Regions from separate parts of the Sus scrofa genome. Here all the other regions are linked to region 3. The links are chromatin contacts, called in public HiChIP or PLAC-seq and promoter capture Hi-C maps. All regions are on one chromosome and are shown on one strand. Each heading gives the region's core, a stretch centred on a gene start, on an enhancer-like site or on the middle of the called end of the contact. The rest is flanking DNA. Distances are from core to core; before and after follow the strand shown. Region 1 holds the start of DECR1 (2,4-dienoyl-CoA reductase 1). Region 2 holds the start of NBN (nibrin). Region 3 holds the start of RIPK2 (receptor-interacting serine/threonine-protein kinase 2).

Evidence for each region. Promoter capture Hi-C pulls out the DNA fragments that hold promoters and counts their contacts. HiChIP or PLAC-seq counts read pairs in DNA pulled down with a chosen protein or histone mark.
Region 1: a contact with region 3 is called in an H3K27ac HiChIP or PLAC-seq map of alveolar macrophages. The contact joins the promoter of DECR1 here to the promoter of RIPK2 in region 3. A contact is called at or near these places in 1 of 5 promoter capture datasets (liver), 1 of 47 Hi-C or Micro-C datasets (liver) and 2 of 2 datasets of contacts at active chromatin or transcription factors (alveolar macrophages and skeletal muscle).
Region 2: a promoter capture Hi-C map of fetal liver shows a contact between it and region 3, with 4 times the contacts expected there. The contact joins the promoter of NBN here to the promoter of RIPK2 in region 3. A contact is called at or near these places in 2 of 5 promoter capture datasets (fetal liver and liver), 4 of 47 Hi-C or Micro-C datasets (embryonic fibroblasts, heart right ventricle, liver and 1 more) and 2 of 2 datasets of contacts at active chromatin or transcription factors (alveolar macrophages and skeletal muscle).

Annotation. Positions count from the first base shown.
Region 1 is chr4:46,765,635-46,770,020 of Sscrofa11.1, reverse strand. DECR1 (2,4-dienoyl-CoA reductase 1) reads left to right here and starts at 2,594. Exons shown (of 10, transcript NM_001190232.2): 1 at 2,594-2,675. The coding sequence starts at 2,628.
Region 2 is chr4:46,784,302-46,788,982 of Sscrofa11.1, reverse strand. NBN (nibrin) reads right to left here and starts at 1,319. Exons shown (of 15, transcript XM_021089137.1): 1 at 1,152-1,319. The coding sequence starts at 1,188.
Region 3 is chr4:47,072,748-47,077,315 of Sscrofa11.1, reverse strand. RIPK2 (receptor-interacting serine/threonine-protein kinase 2) reads left to right here and starts at 2,183. Exons shown (of 11, transcript XM_021089139.1): 1 at 2,183-2,971. The coding sequence starts at 2,799.

The DNA of each region.
Region 1 (4,386 bases), core at 1,345-3,844, 310 kb after region 3:
GTGTGTGTGTGTGTGTGTGAGAGAGAGATGGGAATCACACATGATAGAACTTACCAAAATGTCTGTCTTTTGAGGATACAAATCTGTAGCGCCTCTAGTATGGAGACCTAGACCAGCCCAGAAGTCAAGGCAACTTTCTGAGAAAATGACATTTAAGCTATCTCCTGAAAATAGGGGTGAGAGGCAGCCACACTAAGGTGGAAGTGTAGGTATCTGTGTGTATGTGCAATGGAGATGGGAGGGGGAAGGTGTGAGGAGCTGGGGTGTATGAGGAGGGATAAGCATAAATCATGATATGATTTTAGGCTCTTTGATTTCAAGACAAATATAAATTAATACGGCCATTTCTTTTGTGTTACATTCTGGTATAGTGTGTGTGATTTTTCAACCTCATATTAATGAGAGAAAGCAATATTATTTTATTTGTTCCCATTTTCAGCCCTTATCCATCAGTCTGTGATTGTAAATTCAACCTTAGTCATCTTTAGAACCCTATATCTCTCCTTCACTGTCAGGATCATGAGAAGGTGGGATTTCTCTGAAGCATGTATGTTAGTCCATTCATGCTGCTGCAACAAAATACAATAGACTGAATGGCTCATAAACAGCAGAAATTCATTGCTTACAGTTCTGGAGGCTGGAAGTCCATGATCAGGGTGCCACCAGCAGACAGCCCCTTTCTGGTTTGTGGACTGCCAACATCTCATTGTAATACCATCACTCTGGGGGTCATGATTTCAACGTATGAAATTTGGGGAACATAAGTATTCAGTCCATAGCAGTAAATGTTCTCTGTTTTCTTCCAGAGTTTCCCTGTGGCATTGGCTTTAGTTGCCTACATTGTTAACTACCTGGATAACCTACCTGTATTGTCTGCCTTCTTTCTTCCTGGTGTTCCCAAATGAGTCACTTGGGTTGGATCCTCATCTCAGGAGTCTTCTTTGGAGGAACCCAAACTAAGACAGTGAATTAACACTATAAGGGCACTGTCAATGCCTTCCAGCCAAAGACCACCAGGGACACACCTAAGGTTGAACCAGATGGGTTTATTTAATTTTTCCTTTAAGATAGGACACACATCATGGGAAATCATGAGTCTCTGCAAAAATGTGTCAAAAAGAACCTATTACAGGATTTGGATTTTGGTTGGATGATTTGGGAGATGGTGTAAGGAAGTAGGAATTGGATGTGGGCAGAAAGCACAGGCAATTCTATGAAGGAGGATCTCAATAAATCTTATGTCTAGTAAGAAGAGTCTGGAAAAAAGTTAAAAGTTGCAATTGCCTCTTTTCTTGGCCAAGAGAAATAGCCACTTATCTTGGCCAAGAGCTGGGTTGTTAGGTATTTTGTTGATTACAACTGTGAACTTGTTTTTGTCTGTGCTTAGACAAAACTGTGAAGTAGACTCCTGCCTTCTGACCTCAAAATAATCTTGTTTGAAGTTGGTATTCTGAGCGTTGGTTTATGCCTGGTAGATTAGCATGGTCTACCTGTGAGTGCCAGGCCAATTTCTGAAAGTCCAGGGCTGATTTTTTTTTTCCTCAGCACTTAGAAAATGCAAGGCATAGTTCCAGCTGTGGTGCAAAGGGATTGGTAGCATCTCTAGCATCTCTGCAGCTCCAGGACACAGGTTCAATGCCCTGGCCAAGCACAGTGGGATTTGGTGTTGGCTCTGCTGTGGCCGAGAAAGAAAGCAAGCCAAAAAAAAAAAAAAAAAAAAAAAAAAATGCAAGGTGCTTAAACTCTCAATGTCACATACTATCAGTCTGACCCTGGGGCTTCACATGCATCCTCTTTTAATCTTCACAATAATTCTGTTAGGTATGAATAGTCACATTTCAGAAGTACGGAGAGAGTTCCTGTTTGTGCTTCAGCAGGTTAGGAGCCCGACTAATATCCATGAGGATGGGGGTTCTATCCTTGGCCTTGCTCAATGGGTTAAGGATCTGGCCTTGCCACAAGCTGTGGCACAGGCCAGCAGCTGCAGCTCCAACATGACCCCTAGCCCAGGAACGTCCACATGCCTCCAATGCAGCCCTAAAAAAAAAAAGAAAAGAAAAGAAAAGAAAAGGATAAACCTGCCTTTCCCTGCTATCTCTCAGTGTTAAAGGGCATTTTGTCCCTGGAAAAGTCAAAGCTGCCCAGCTTTTTATTAGATTTCAGCCACTTTCCCCTAATTAGGCAAAGGGAAGCTGTGTCTTTACTATATTATTGCCGATGTGCGGTTCAGCTTGGACTTAGGCACCGAAGGAATAAACATAAATTATTGACAAGCACCTGGGCAGTATACACATGCCACGTCTTTCTGCAATCTGCACTTTTCTGGCACAGTCAATTCATCCACCCACCCAAGGCCATCTAAAGCGCTATTACTGGCCTTAACATTATTTTTACAATCCACAGACAAGGTAAATAGAGAACAAGAAAACGTATGGGAGAGGTCAAGCTGGGCAGTGCCCTTGGGCTCAGACCCATGTAGAAGGGCCGTCCTTCTACGGCAGGCCGTCCTGGCCGCTAGGGGCCAAACCGCTGCCAAGGCCAGCCTGCTCCCCGCCCAGTTTGTGGAGCCTGGGTATTTCAGGCCGGCCCCTTGCGCCCCCGCGCGTTCCTGCGCGGAGAGACAAAACATGGCGCTGCTAGGCCGGGTTTTCGCCCCTGGACACGGTCCTCGGCGGGTAAGGCGGCGCTGGGACGGCCCAGGTTCCCGCGCGACCCTCGCGAGCACTCTGTCCCGGGTGCGCGCTGAGCAAGACGGGGTGGGGGGTTGCCTGGTCACCGGGAGAAGCGCATAACCTGGATCCGCAGCCCCTGGTGGGGGCAGCCAGGACAGTGTGTCAGGCGGAGAGAGGAGAAAACACTGGGGCCTGGAGGGAATCTCGCGAAGAGCGCGAGCCCTGCGACTAGGTTTAAGGAGAAAAGTAATGTTAGGCTGTTGTCGGAGGACGTCCTGGTATACGTTTGTGTTTGTGTGTAGGGGGGTGGGGAGGGCACGCCAATTCTCAAAGGTTTCCCATTCTTAGAAGTTTCAAAGTTGTGTGTAAATAGGAAAAGAGACGGACACTACATACTTGCCCTTTGAGGTAGGAGAGGGGGACCAGGTGGGGGAGTGGGGACTGGAGGGAGCATTGGCCTTATCTGCAGTTGTCTGTTTTTTGTTTTGTTTTGTTTTTTAATGAAAAGTGTTAGTTGTGCAGTTAAACATTAATACAAACATATTCACATTAAAAAAATAAAGAAAATCCAGCTCTTTATAGTTCCCTTCCTAGAGATAATGCTGGCAGAACTGCATCTCAGGCAGGCTTCCTCATAATTTTTTGTTTTTGTCTTTTTTTTGCCATTTCTTGGGCCACTGCTGCAGCATATAGAGGTTCCCAGGCTAGGGGTCTAACTGGAGCTGTAGCCACTGGCCTAGCCAGAGCCACAGCAACTTGGCATCCACACCTCACTGCAACACAGGATGCTTAACCCACTGAGCAAGGCCAGGGATTGAACCCTCAACCTCATGGTTCCTAGTCAGATTCGTTAACCACTGAGCCACTAAGGGAACTCCAATTTTGTTTTGTATTGTCGACATCTCTCTTAGTCAAAATAAAATTTGCAAATAAAGTAAGTGGGAGGGGTGAAGAAAGAGAAAGGAAAATGAAGCTATAATATCCAGGATGGTCCCTTTCACCAACTAGATTAAAACAAACAAACAAACAAACAAACAAAAAACTTAGCTAAATGAAACTAAACCAGAAATCACAATTTCCTTAGCCAGTTTAGAAAAATTATTCTGCCAACTGTGAAAAACTTTTTTCAGTTCAACACAAAGGGCAGACTCTTTTTTTGGAAAACATGGACAAATTCCAAATGTAACCACAGGAAATGGCATAGTGAATCTGAAGTAAAAGACAGCTTCCTTTTAAAAAGTGAGATTTGTTCAAGGCTAGGGTTTTATTGATAATATTTTTCTCTTCCTGTAAAGATTTAGCTTCTTGTAAAAGATGGATGTATTTTCTGATCTTAAAGAACTCTCATTTGGATCCTACAGTGGCTCTGTAAAGTAGAAGTCTTCAGTTTTTTTTTTTTTTTTTTAAACACATATCATTTGAATTGTAGTAACCTTATCCCAGTTCTTCTAATACTATTAGACAATACAGTATGAGAGGGAGAAAATGAACTCTTTTAAAAATTAATTACGGAGTTCCCATTGTGGCTCAGCGGAAACGAATCTGACTAGGAACCATGAGGTTGCAGGTTCGATCCCTGGCCTTGCTCAGTGAGTTAAGGATCCAGCGTTGCTGTGAGCTGTGGTGTAGGTCGCAGATGCGGCTTGGATCTGGCATTGCTGTGGCTCTGGTGTAGGCTGGTGGCTACAGTTCCAATTAGACCGCTAGCCTGGGA
Region 2 (4,681 bases), core at 70-2,569, 290 kb after region 3:
ATGGACCCCATAGCTTCCATTAGATTCAATATCCTCCAAAAGTTTAAGAATGCCACCTACTGGCACTAGTGGCATTTTACTTCTACTACCACCCTAAAGGACACAAGGAGACAGTCACAGGCTACAACTGTTCCTGGAAACTGTTCCTACTTGTCTACCACAGTTTATGTTCTATCTCTGCAATGCTCCAAGTCCACAGCAATGCCTTGATCTTTATAATATTTTTATTTTGAGTCTTTATAATATTTTTAAGTCTATAAATACTATGAGATATTATTAGAGTATTTTTCCATTTGTTTGGTCCTCTCCACACTTCCTGACATTGTCAGTCAATTGAGTCTGCACATAGATTTTTTTTTTTTTGTCTTTTTGCTATTTCTTGGGAGATTTTTTTTTTTTCAACCATAACGTACACTTTCTGAAGGCAAGACCAATCATAGGCTAACCCTGTTTATCTATGAACTAATAAGTGCTTACACAGAGTAGGCAAGCAATTAACATGAGATTACCATTTTCCATTCTTAGAAATAAAAAAAAAGAAAAACAATTTTTTTCAGTTGTTCTGATGACAAAATGGAAAAAGGCTCTGAAACAAAACCGAAAGTACGCTTTCCCGTGGTTGCCATTTACCCAAGTCATCTTCGTGGCTATTTACAAAAACAATGTGTTCAAAACGGAGTCATCAGTTGCCACTGTGTTTTCTAGCTTGGGTTAACTTATTCTGGGTATTTCTTCAAAAGCCTAAAACACTGGGAGTCACAACAGGTACCCCTGCTAAGGATTAATCCTGCAGACCATCTAAGCCAGGATCAGAGCAGCTGGTCCCGTCAGTGGCTTTGGTCCTAACCGTGGAGTACCCCGGCGGCCGACCCGGCGGTCCCTGGCCGCCCAGCGCCGCACACCTACTCCCCTGCCCAATTTAAAGCCTGTTTCGCAAGCACTGCGCTGCCGAGGAAAACAGCGCGATCCCCACACAACAAATGCGCCGTTTTTCCGCATCAGCCCTCCGGCCTCCCAGGGCGAGAACGAAGAACAGCCCAGAAGGCGGCGAAAGAGGCGAGAACGGACCGGAAACATCGCTCTGCAAACCCTCTGCCTACTGCAGCTGCTCCAGGGAAATCCGTCCCTAGACATTTCCCTTCCGCCCTTACCTCGGGCCGAGGCCGCGGCAGGAATCAGCTTCCACATGGTCCTGGATCCTCAGGGTTGGATCCGACATGCAGCAGCGTGACCGCAGCGACCGACGTGCGTGGCCGTAGCGCCCGCAGTCGGCGCGGACTCTGAGACGTGCGCGCTCCCGGGAGCCGGGCGGGCCTAAAAAGAGGAGGGAAAGGGGAATCAGACTTGGACGCCTGGTCGCCACCTGGTGGTTAGGAAAGAAACAGCTCAACCTGTATTAAACTGGATATCTTGCATGTATGTGCATAACTGATGCACTTTGCTGTACACCTAAAACTAACACAAAACTGTAAGTCAACTACACTCCAATGAAATTTTAAACATAATTAAATAGTATTTACTTTATCTCTGAATGAAAAAAATTAAAGCTGTTCGATGAACACTACAAAGTAAACACCCTAGAGTATACTTCTGATTAGATAATTTCTGGTTCTCAGAAGCATTGTCTAATGGAGTTTCCTGGTGGCTCAGTGGGTTAAGGATATGGCGTTGTCTCTGCTGTGGCTTGGGTCTCTGCTGTGGTGCAAGTTCCATACCTGACCTGGGAACTTCCACTTGGCCATGGGTGCAGAAAAATAAAAGCTAGATTTCCATTCTCTGTTATGAACATAAATATGAAAACCCTATACACAAAATTAGTGAATTGAGTTAGGTGGTATATAAAAAGGACAATCATGGCTAAGTGGGGCTTATTTCAGAAATATAAAGGAGGATGTTAACTGGAGGGAAAATAAATGTAATTCATCAGAATAACAGAAAAAGTGGGGAAAATCATGATCATGGTAGTTGTAGTAAAATCATTTGATAAAATTCAGCATCCATCCATTTATTCTCAGCAAAATAGGAATAAAGGGAACATCCTTGATCTGATAAAGAGCACCTACAAAAAAACCCTGCTGATTTCATTATATTTAAGGTAAATTATTTAATCTTTTCCCCAGCACTAGGAATGAAATAAGAACACTTTTGCTCTTACTGCTTATTTTCAACATGGTTTTAGATGTTCTAATCAATGCAATCAAGGGGAAAAGGATTGGAAAGGAAGAAATACCGGTCATTATTCACAATGACATGATAATGTACACTGAAAATCTAAAAGAATTGAAAAGTGAATTTAATAAGGTCACTGAATACCATGTCTAAAATATTCAATTGTGTACCTTTATTCCAGAAAATAAGTAGAAAATGATATTTAAATAATTATAATAGTACCAACAGTCATCAAATACTTTGTTAGAAATCTATCAAAGATGTGATACAGAACATTATTGACTACAAAATATTACTGACACAAATTAAAATAAATCCTAAATAAATGCAGGACAACATGCCATGTTCATGGACTGTTAAGATGTCATTTCTCCCAAAATTGATCTATAGATCCAATGCAACTACAATAAAGTCTCAGAAGATACTCTGAGTGGAAATTGTCAAGAAGTTTCTAAAATCTATATGGAAATGCAAAGGCTGAGAATAGCCAAGGAAATTTTGAAGAATAAATCTGGAGTACTTATAACCACCAAATATCAAGATGTATTATTATAAAGTTAGTTATTGTCAGTGTTCTATTGGCACAAGGATAGGAAATAGGCAAATGTGTCAAAATAGACCTTAAAAAGTTCTACACATGTAATGTGATTTTTCAAAAGTGATATTTCAGAGCAATGGAAGAAAGTTTTTCTTTTTTTCAATAAATGGTCCTGGGGATATTAGTTAACACTACAGAGGAAATAAAGACTGACCCCATATCTCACACACATACGAACTTTCAAATATACAAAACAGTATCATTACCTATAGTTATTGTGTTGTATGTTACATTATAGCTGGAAATTGTACACTTTTTAAAATTTACTATCTTGCCTATGCAATTTCAGAGGCTCCCCTGTGGCCTTTTCTACTTTGATAGCTCTTACCCCTTAGGCCAAAGAACTGGACTGATATGGGTGCTGTACTAACTACCAAATATGTCCATTCCAATCATACATTTGGGAACTGGGGCAGTAATCACTAGGTAGGTACCTGTGCTCAGTAGACCTATTTATGCCCCACATGGAAAAAAATTCCATTTATTATCTGACTCCTGTATAACTGTGGGCCATGATAATACTTTGGTTCCTAGATAACAGCAATGATTATATCCAAGAATCCTCAAAATATTTAAGCATTCCTTTTTCCTCAGTGTATGATTTCCCAGGGAAACGGCAATTGGTCCTTTTAGGGAAGGACTGAGGGTAAAGTGAGCATGTGTGGGGAAATTACTACCATATATTCTCACCGTAGTGTTGCAGAGTCCTACCTTGCAATTCTTCCTCTTCTTCAGTAAATGGGTTCTAGTAAAGTAGCTGAAATCAGGAAACTGGGTAAGAGACTGTGACTTTTTATTGAGTCTGCTGCTTTCAGCCTTATGCCACTCATCCTTGATTTCTTCTCATTTTATAGTTTGAGCATGCCCTTGTTGGCTAGCTTCTATCTTTTCTCCTAGGCATGCCATATTCTATTAATCATTTTCAGAGGTGGGGATCTCTGACTGCCACGCCTATCTTGCCACTCATTTGGATAGTTTTTCTCTTCTGATGGTTAAATGCTGCCACCTTGCCTCTGTTGTTTCAGATATAATTTCTGTGAACCCAGCCTTGCTGCTATCTGTGAACACAGTTCTGTAACAATATCTTTTATCATCATCCATGAAGTACAAGGAGAGCCATTGCTGAGCTTCTCAGTGATGTTGGTGCCCCTCTCACCAGAGAATTCCTAGTCACTTCGATAAATGGAGAATCTGAATTGGAACTTTGTTACCTGGGGAGTTTTCTCTTCCCTGCTTTGCAAAATCTCTCCTAGGTCAGGATCATCTCATATGACTGCCCATCCTCTATACTCCCTTCTATTGTTTCTAATTGCAGGTATATCCATGTCACTTGACCATATTCATTGAGGACATTGCCATCCATATGAGAGTTTTCTTTTCACCCCAACTACTACCATCATTCTCAAGTAATTGTAAGACATAGCTGGAAGATGTAGTCTATCAACTAGGGTCACATTTATTTGACTTTCAACTCCTGTGGTTTTTTGTTTTTTTTTTTGTTTTTTTTGTTTTTTTGCCTTTTCTAGGGCCACTCCCACGGCGTATGGAGGTTCCCAGACTAGGGGTCGAATCGGAGCTGTAGCTGCTGGCCTACACCACAGCCATAGCAACGCAGGATCCTAGCCGCATCTGCAACCTACACCACAGCTCATGGCAATGCCGGATCCTTAACCCACTAAGTGAGGCCAACCTCATTGTTCGAAGTCGGGTTCATTAACCACTGAGCCATGACGGAACTCCTGGTTTTCATTTTGCCTCACACACACTACATCTTTAATGGTCACAATTATCTCTCTCTCTCTAGCTTTTTTTTTTTTTTTTCTATTTTGGGGCTGTACCCACTGCATATGGAGTTTCCCAGGGGTCCAGTTGGAGCCACAGCCACAGCAATGTGGGATCCAAGCTGCATTTGCG
Region 3 (4,568 bases), core at 934-3,433:
AATTTTAGCTATTCTTGTATCTGTGTAGTGATACTGCACTGTTTTTTAACTTGTTCTCTGATGACCAATAATGTTACGCACCTCTTAACATTTATTTACTATTCGCTATTTAGATATCCTCATTTGTGAGGTATCTAGGTCTTCTGCTTAATTATCTACTGGATTAGAACCGTGTAAATACATTTATTTTCTAAAGTAAACTTAAAATATAATTAAAAATAAAAATTATAGAGCTCTATGCTGCATGTTCTATCCTTCTTAGAGATTTATAATATACTACTATTTCAGAGCTTTAAAAAGTCTTAAACTTTTCACTACCACAATAGTTTGGAGAAATGCTGTTTCCATTCCTCTATAATTTTTATTTTTCATAGAATTAATAATTACCTCATTTTTTCACTTGCTTATATTTTTAAAAATTCTGTCCAGTTTTATCACATATATCATTAGATCTATCAAACACCTATGAATGTAACTACCCAAATACTCAAAATTAGGTAATCTGTAATTCAATTATTTTAACTAGTTTCTCTTCTTGGAGCCTGCCCTCCTCCTGCTCCAGTGAAAATGGATTGCTCTCTAATTCTGCCACTTACCTTTCATCCTAATATTTCCCTTCATATTCTTCTGTTCTTGTGTTCTGAATCCTATGTCATTTTCTTTTTTTGTTTTACTCTCATATTTTGTGGGAGCACATCTTCTAGAAGCTTTCTTTAAAAAAAGGCAAATGGATGGAAAATAAATGTTTGCGTCTTTATATATAGGTGCAAATGTTTTTATTCTGTTCTTATACTTAATAGTTTGACTACAGAATTCCAGGCTGAAAGCTACTGTCCTTCAAAATTTGAAAAAAATCTCTGCAGTGCATTAGCATAAAATCATTATTATTGAGAAATCCAATGCCATTCTAATTCCCATTCATTTTTTTGTTTCTTCCCTCCGAAAACTTTTGGAATCTTTTCTTTCTTAGGGTTCTTATCTTTTTATTGATGTGTTTTAATATGTATCTTTATGCAAACTATTACATTTAGAATTAATAAGCAATGAGGTCCTACTGTACAACACAGGGAACTATATCCAATTTCTTGGGGTAGAGCATGATGGAAGACCATATGAGGAAAAAAAATGCACATATAAGTATGACTGGGTCACTATGTTGTACAGCAGAAATTGACATAATACTGTGTATCAACTATACTCTAACAAAAAATGTAAAAAATTTTAAAGATATAGGTCTTTTTTCATTCACTGTGAGGAGCTAATGGGCCCTTTCAATATGAAGACCTTTGTCCTTTGATACTGGAAAAATTTCTTAAATTGTTATTTTGATCATTTCCTCTTTATTTACATTTTACTCTCTTTGGAACTCTTTTTTAACTGGATGAAAGAATGAAAGGAAAAAGTTTTCTGAGCACTTTTTGAGCAAAAAGCTTATTAAGTAATAAACCACAGATTATCAGACCATATCTTTGAAGCTAGACATTTTATTTTGAATGATCAAATTTTAAAACACTCTCATTACAGTTTCCATTTATTGTAAAATGTAACATTGCCACTATCATTTCAGACAATACAAAAAAGGAAGCACCGATTCTCTTTAGGCAAAAATCTCTCATTGAAATCAGGCATTCCTTATTACTTTTGTCTTAGAATTCATTAAATGTCTGGCATGATCTTGGTATTGCATATATTTGCACGCACACTTTGCAAAATAGTCATTTCAGTAGAAAAGTGTTTAAGGTAAAAAGATGAACAGATGTTTGCAGTTTTTTCTGACTGACATTAAACACTGTTTTCTTCCCAGATCTATAAGACAAGCGTTTTCAGTCTTACCTGGAATCAGAGGGAAGGAGAGACTGAAGGTTATTTTTCAATCTCTGTCTATAATTGTGGACTTTGGGGGTGGGGGAAGGAGTAAGAGAAATAGGTCTCATAGTGAACTAAACAGCTGAACTTTTTGTCGGGGTTAAACTCCGACAATCCACCCCCTCAAGACTGAAGTAGCTGGAAGTAATGGAAGATTGGAGTTCAGATAGGCAGGTAAATTTACCCCTATCTGACTCACTGGGTTCAAGAGCTGAGTCCTGGTTAGTCACCACTGCATTCCCTCAAAGCACATTCTGCGCAGGCGCACAGTCCTAGTTGTCAGTCATCACACCCGCCCCGCCACCCCTCCGGGGTTTAGCGACTCCCGGAACACTCGGGGCCCAGAGGAAATTCCTCCGGGGTAAGGGGGGGGGGGGGGGGCTGCTGCCCGGTATGAGGCTGCAGAGAGGAACTGTGCCCAAAAGCAAACTTTCCAAACCTAGCAGGTGGGGGGAGAGAAGACAAAATTGAGCGCCTCTGGTTCCCTTCCCCATCCCAAGCCCGCCCGTACCCCGCCGAAGCGGCACGGGTTTTCTGGGCGCCACCAGGCAGAAATCCTGGCCTCATATCGAGGCCGGAGCCAGCTGGAAGGACCGCGGGCTGTACCGGGGCCCTCTTCGTCGCTTTAGCGTCAGTCGCTGACGTCGACTGAGAAGTCTAGGGAGGGAGGAGCCCCGAAGGGCGGGCTCTGGTGGCTGCGCCTGAGAGGAAGCTCCTCCTCCACCCGCCCAGCGACCCCAGTCTCTAGAGGAGTACTCGGGCTCGGGAAACGCTGCGGCTTGGTGTGGGCTGCTCGGGGAATGGATGACCTCGTGACCTAGCGTCCAACAGCGGGGAGGGCTGGCCGCCCCGAGCGCGCTGGGACGGAGCCGCGGGAACAGCGGGCACACCCGGAACCGGCTGGTGGCCGAGTGCCCGCGCCGCCCGCCACCATGAACGAGGAGGCCATCTGCAGCGCCCTGCCCACCATCCCGTACCGAAAGCTCGCTGACCTGTGCTACTTGAGCCGTGGCGCGTCCGGCACCGTGTCGTCCGCCCGCCACGCAGACTGGCGCATCCAGGTGGCCGTAAAGCACTTGCACATCCACACCCCACTGCTTGACAGGTAAGTCTCCCCAGCGGTTCCCCCGCGGAGTCCCGAAATGTATGTGCCCTGTCCCCTCTGGCTCCAACCCTGGGCTGGCGGGCTCTTCTGCCCAAACGACGGTGACCATGGAGTCGGCCCTACCATTCGTCACTGCTAGGCAGCCCTTCAAGGCTCAGGGCTAACCTGATAGGGAAAACTGGCTTCTCTGAAGATGCAGCAGCCATCGCACTTCTTTTCACAGCCTTCTCTCCTTGGCCTTACTTTCTCCAGGCACCAAAAATCTGCAGTCACAGCCCAACTCTAAACGTCCTCTTTACTGAAATTGGATTTTGTTTGCTTTGTTTTCACCCCTTCTTTTCTGTTTTTGTTGTTGTTTTTTGGGGTTTTTGGTTTTTTTGATTTTTTGTTTTTTTGTTTTTGTAGATGGGTTTCTACCCAATAGGTAGCTCTTAACCATAGGTGGCTTTTGAGCACTTGAAATGTGGCTTTCTGAACTGAAATGTGCTCTAAGTGTAAAATACACAGCAGATTTCTACCACTCACTATTGAAAAAATTATATATATCATTAATACTTTTATATTGATATGCTAAGATGATATTTTTGATACACTGGGATAAATATATTAAAGTTCATTTCAGGTGTTTCTTTTTACTTTTAAAGTGGCTGCTAGAAAATTTTTAATTGTGTGGCTCACATATTTTTATTGCACAGCATGGCTCTAGAGTCAGGGATGTTTCAGTTTTGGCTTTTTATTGTTGTTTTGGTTCGCTACATGTAGTCATGAAAGTTTAGATATCAAATTCAATTCAGTTTGGTTTCTACCCTTAGTCTCACAGAGAAGGAAGCCTGTCCCTAGAGGAAATACATATTGTTTTTTGCTAACAATAAACCAAAATCAGAAGATGGTTATATGACCAAAATTTTTGAATGTCTTTCAAATCCAGCAACAATATTAGTGCAGTTGTCCAGTTTTTAAGGGACAGCTAGCAATGGTTTCTGTTTCCAGAAAAGTCTTTGAACCATATGTATTAGTCAGTGATCTAGTCAGCAGTCTTGTGTATTTTCTTTCCAACAGGAATTTAACTAGGCCCTGTATTCAATTCTTAGTGAGTTAACATTCATGATTGCAACATTCTCCTCTCCTCCTCCCTGTGTCTAAAGTGAAAATACATCATGCTAGATGCCTGATTGGCCAGAGGCTGTAGGCATCCAATAGCAGATTAATTCCTCAGCTTCAGCACTGCTAATATTTAACTTTCATCTGCCTGGGGCTTTTCTTTGCTCTCTTGTTGTCAGGCTTGGATGGACTAGATCTTACAGTAAGTTTGAGACATCTTTAGATATTTTTCACACTTTTTGTGTACCATAATCCAGACCTACTGATATACAGGGTGTGTTTATCCTGGGCCTTGAATTCTGTGGAGCAGGTCCTGGGCAATGTTGTGTATGTGAATGTAGTCAGCTCTGAAGAGTGGTGATTGATTAAAGAAGGCGGACATATTTTAGAATCAACTGTTTTAAAATGTAGAAGTCTAGTACTTATGTACTCATTAGGTATTTTAAAGCAAATTGATCCATTTTGGATCTGCTTCTCAAGATTTTAATTTAAGTTT